Linked DNA regions of Capsicum annuum: region 1 is linked to region 2. A link is a contact called in public Hi-C data. All regions are on one chromosome and are shown on one strand. Each heading gives the region's core, a stretch centred on a gene start, on an enhancer-like site or on the middle of the called end of the contact. The rest is flanking DNA. Distances are from core to core; before and after follow the strand shown. Region 1 holds the start of LOC107878349 (probable protein phosphatase 2C 58). Region 2 holds the start of LOC107878356 (ADP,ATP carrier protein 1, mitochondrial).

Region 1 (2,932 bases), core at 236-2,735, 350 kb before region 2:
AAATATCTTCATACTGAAAAAACAGAAATGTTGCTTTTTTTATTGACAGCATACAAGTTCAATGATCGCTCACAATGAACAATCAAATACCAAATTAAGGCACTTTACTTTGTTCAACAGTCCTTCATCCCAAGCAGCAACAACGAAGGAACGAAAACTCATGAAGCTAAAATAGAAATGCACTCAAAATTCTCTAAATTTGACCTGGCATTAGCTTGGCACATTAGCACTACGCTTAGATGAAAGTACACTTAAGAGTACCAGCTCACATAAACAAACAACGTAACTCTGCCGAAAAATTGAAGCCCCTCTTTTTTCCAACTCTACGCGACACTTTCAATCAAGTACTAATCATGTCCCCTCACTTTCTCCCACTTTCTTTCTGCTCATTTCGGTTTAAGAAACTACGATGCAAGAAGGTTTCTAAGAACATAATCATAGACGCATTCACTATTCACCTCACTATAAAGTGCACCTCGGTGCACTAAGCTCCCGCTATGCTTAGAGTTCGAGGAAGGACCGGCCTGCAAGGGTCTATTGTGCGCAGTCTAACCCTGCATTTCTACAGGAGGCTGTTTCCACAATTCAAACCCATGATGTCCTAATCAAATGGCAACAAGTTTACCAGTTACGCCAAGGCCACCCTCACAATTCACCTCACTGCCAATCACTACAACGTCAAATGGCTTTAAGTACTCAGCCATTGCCACTTAAAAGCTAACATTCAGCTGAACTTGAGTGAATTCCTCACTCCCCAAATCACCTGATCCCTAAACCACTCCAATCATAGTCCTCACTATCTCTGATCTAATAAAGTTCCAACCTTTCGTTAGCTAAAATTTTTCACAGCCCATTACCAAATTCCCTGAATATCTTGAAAGTTTTGACTATACAACTTCCTTGCCTAAATTCTAGAAGGAGATTTCGAAAATTTATCTTTAAATATATGTTTGGCCAAGTAAAATGCATGTCCAAACACAACTTCAACACTCAAATTTTCAAGTTTCAAACTTCAAAATCTATGACACTACTACGACTCAGTCCCAAACAAGTCGGGGTCACAAATAGGTTACTTCTATAATCTATTCTGATTTTCTAATATATAAACATATTCAAATTCTTTGAAACTAATCTTGATTCTTACAAATATTCAACAAGAACTCAATAACCCATAAAACAAAAACTTGCAACTAACACAAAAATTGAATCTTTTTTTTTTTTTTCTCAATTCAAATATAAGAAACAAAGAATTGTAATACTAACAGACCTTCATCTTGTGCAAGATTTCTCTTCCACCAGTCATGATTGAAATAGCTTTTCAGAACAAGTATGTTGGAATGATTATATAAGTATACTATAGAATTATTTATGTAATGATGAAAATTTATGTAGATATATATGTGCAAGTATAAATCCCATTGACTAAGAGACCATGTGAATTATGAAAGATGATGCTGACCTATTTTTTATTCAAAACCGCGTTTCTTTTTATTACGTACTTTCTCTTTATAATAATGTCTCTTTCTATAAATCAACGCGTTTTTGACAACTAGCACCCCACACTCTTTATTTATAGCAAAAGAAAATATTTTGATGTATTAAATTTTTGTTATTCCTTGTGGCTAACTTGACCATAAAATTATTAAAGTAATGATTTGAGGCTTTAGACTCTATTTTTTTTAAATATTTTTATTAACTGACAACAAGATATATGTATAACACACAAAATGTATCTAAATCGCATAAGATGCACGTATATCGCACGGGTGGCACATGAGATACATGTGTCATGTAAAAAAATTAATTTTATTGAATATACTTAGAACCTCTGATTAAAATTTAGCTTTAGGCCATCAAATTCGTAGAGTCGACCCTGCTAAGAAGGGTCGAACTATATGAAATTATTGTCCGCATCCTCTTTATCGTATCAAATTAATTTGACCGGATTTGATGGTTTCTTTAATTCGATTTTAGTATTTGAACATAATTTATTTGATTTCAATTTATATATAATTATATAATAGAGAATAACGAAGCTGATTTCGTAAAAAAAAAAAATATTAGTTAGATCATACTAACACCATAAATATATTAAAAAAAATTCAAAAAAAGTATATATAATTTTTTTCGCTAATGAGTTACATAAAAAAGATATTCTAATTAAGAAAGGATATATGGTTAAAGCTTTAACGTCTAAATAATTAAGTTTGTACAAATATGATATCAATTGCACCATGTCTACCACCTATCGAGGGCTACTACTTAATATCTTTTTACTGTATATTTCATTATTATTGGATTATTAGTTTAAAATTGTAGGAATTCCAAGTTTAGGATTTTTTATTGAAAGGTGTGGTGCAATGTTGATGATTTTTGTGCTTTTAATATTTCGAGTACAAATTCTAAATATAAAAAAATTAGAATAAGGGTCCTCTACTTGAATAGGGTTTAAATGATGCACATTCGAATTAACTATGCCAATAATGTTTGAATATTGGATAAAAACAAAATAAATATTTTCTCATAAATCTAATTTTCATCCATATTTTAGTAAATTGTAAATTTATTTTTGGCGTATATAGTACGTTAGAGCTCATTCTTCCTGTGTGCAACTATTTTGAAATGTATACATGATAATTAGAAAAAAAAATGAAAAAGTTGTTTGAGTGTGTATGCTAGTTATTTAAACTACTTCTAGGTGTATTTGATGCATTTTCCTATTACGTATGCTTCAATCTCTAAGAAATTGAGCTTTTAACAACCATACTTCTAAAATTTAAGTTCATCTCAAGTCAAAAAAAAATAAAAATCGTAGTATTTTATTTTTTTGAAATTTTTTTTTGCAAAATTTATGGTCTTTGAACACATTATATTGTACTCTCTCTTTTGAGGGATGACTAACCATCAATTGGTGGAAGGTTTAACCCTAATA
Region 2 (2,758 bases), core at 34-2,533:
CTGCCCATTTTTGTTTTCACTCTTTTATCTCCATCTTTCCTAAATTATTTTTCAGGACAGATAGGCTTGTATTGTGTAATTTGTATCCAAAAACAACATATAATTGTTGTTCTGAGCATTTGAATTCCTTTACTTCTCTCAAATAATTGAGTGGTAAGTAAGTCACCACAAAATGAAATTTCACTTGGAACTTCTCCAATATTATGTTAATTTGTTTTCTGCTCCGTTTCTATCACGACTATGGAGTAGTATTCCTTATTGAATTATTCGTAACTTGGGACAACTCACACAGATACTTTCCCCGTTTAAATTCGGGATAAAGGTGAAATATCTCATGATTAAATTTGAGATAAAATATATATTGTACTATGTTTAGTAGATAGTATAAATTTATTCCATTCCATTTAGATTTATTTTATACCAACTACTGGATGGAATAAATTAGTCTAGACATTATAATGTTGGACTATAATCCAATCCATGTAAAAAGACTTCTAAAAGTTTTCATCTGTTTTGGGATGTAATTTGTATCAAATTAATTTTTCGTTAGCATGTTAATATCTTCTTTCAATAATCCTTAATATAGTACGTAAGCCTAAATCGAAATATAATTTAAACAATGTCAAGTTTGATATAAGTTTATAACATTCACCGATCTAGTTATCAAGGAAGTAAGTGACTTTAAATCACGAGATTTCAAGTTTAAAACTCAATGGAGATGAAATCACTAATTTCCTTCCCAAAAGTTCACGATTGATGCATGAGTTGCTTGATACCTCTATTGGTAGGATATAATAGGTACCTCGTAAACTTGAGAACTACGAAATTTCGATTCAAATCCCATAGAAATAAAAATAGATAATTTTATCCCATCTATCAAATCTCGATGTCAAGTGTATGTAAATTGACCGAAATGTACTCCTTCCATTGCATTTTATGTGTCTGTCATTTTCTCTTTAGTCCGTCCAAAAAATAATGTTATCTTTTCTCATTTGACAACTATTTAATGACATTATTTACATTTTATTCTTACTGGATCCCATTTAATAAGAAAGATAACTAAAATATAAACATTAAAGTAACTTTAAGAGGGATAATTTTATAAATTCAGTATTTATTTCTTAAACTTCATGTCCAATTAAATAATGACACATAAAATGAGACGGAGGGAGTAGTAATTATAAAAAAAAATGGTAATATAAAAATAGGAAAGCGACATTAGCATTGGATATAGTACTATATATGTTATGTTATATATATATATATATTGTTCATTACCCCTATTTTTTTTTATATATAACCGTGGTATTCGAGTCAGCTTACGCGCATTTCGACTAAAATTATCAAAACAGATGGGAAAGAAAACACCTAGTAAATTGAACCTAACACGTTGCTCATTCCAAGCTACAGTGCTCATTACCCCCACCTTATTCCTAGCCGCCACCATAATGGACTGTCCATGACTATGACTGTAGTTGAATGAAGCGCGAAAATGGCAGTTAGGATAATATCAACGGAACATCAGGGTCAGATGAGTCAATAGGTCTGGAAACCCTAATCCGCCGTACCTTCTAGAAGCTCGTGCCACTCGAATCTCGATTTCCTAAAATACACTCTGCTTCTTCCAAAACATAACTTACTACTTTCTCCTCTCCTCAGAGGTGGGAAACAAAACTTCTCGCCTTTTCTCAGGTATGGCATGAATTTTCACTCTCAGTACACGTAGTAACACCTTTACTCTGTGTGTGTAAATATTGCTTTATTTGAATTTTGGTTTACTTTAGTAGATCAGTTGGAAGTGAACAAGTTGATTTTGTGATTTAGTTTCGTTTGATTATTGAACGTTTTAGTATGAAATTGAGTTTTACTGTGTTGTTGTATGATTGACGGATTTCAGTTTCGCTTTGATATTGGTTGCTTGTTTAGTGGAGATCATTTCTCATCTCCTTTTTGGATTTGAGTTTGAATTTGGAAAAAACGAAAATATATTCGTTTCTATTCAGAAAAGTGGTAATTATCGTTGTTATTGGTATGGGTTTTCACTCTTCATACATGTAGAAACACCTTTACTGTGTGTAAATATTGTTTTATTTGAATTTCGTTTACTTTATTAATAGATCAGTTGAAAGTGAACAAGTTGATTTTGTGATTTGTTCCGTTTGATTAGTGATGTTTTAGTATGAAATTGTGTTTCACTGTGTTGTTGTATGATTGACGAATTTCAGTTTCCCTTTGGTAGTGGTTGCTTGTTTAGTTGAGATCATTTCTCATTTCCTTTTTCGATTTGAGTTTGATATTTTGGAAAAAAATGAAAATATTTTCGTTTCTATTGATATTATTGGTAAGTATTGTTGTTATTGGTATGGGTTTTCACTCTCCATACAATGTAGAAACACCTATACTGTGTAAATATTGCTATATGAACTGCGGATCACTTAATTTTGTTTGCTTGTCAACTTCACCGGATCAGTAAATCAGTGATTGTGAAGTTCATCTAGATAAGAATTGTATTAGATAAAGTTGATTTTGTGATTTATCGTTTAATTGTTGATGTATTAGTATGCGATTTTGTTTTACTGTGTTGTTGTATGATTGACGGATTTCAGTTTCCCTGTGATATTGGTTGCTTGTTTAGTGGAGATCATTCCTCATTTCCTTTTTCGATTTGAGTTTGAATTGGGAAAATGAAAATATATTCCTTTCCATCGATAATATTGGTAATATCGTTATTTGGTATGGGTTTTCACTGTCCATACAT

What was found. Hi-C and Micro-C count contacts between places; a contact is called where the count stands out from the background.
Region 1: a contact with region 2 is called in a Hi-C map of leaf, with 2.1 times the contacts expected there. The contact joins the promoter of LOC107878349 here to the promoter of LOC107878356 in region 2. A contact is called at or near these places in 2 of 5 Hi-C or Micro-C datasets (leaf and placenta).

Annotation. Positions count from the first base shown.
Region 1 is chr7:206,711,115-206,714,046 of UCD10Xv1.1, reverse strand. LOC107878349 (probable protein phosphatase 2C 58) reads right to left here and starts at 1,485. Exons shown (of 5, transcript XM_016725303.2): 1 at 1,268-1,485. The coding sequence starts at 1,303.
Region 2 is chr7:206,361,375-206,364,132 of UCD10Xv1.1, reverse strand. LOC107878356 (ADP,ATP carrier protein 1, mitochondrial) reads left to right here and starts at 1,283. Exons shown (of 4, transcript XM_016725311.2): 1 at 1,283-1,692. LOC107878355 (mitotic checkpoint serine/threonine-protein kinase BUB1) reads left to right here. Exons shown (of 14, transcript XM_016725310.2): 14 at 1-127.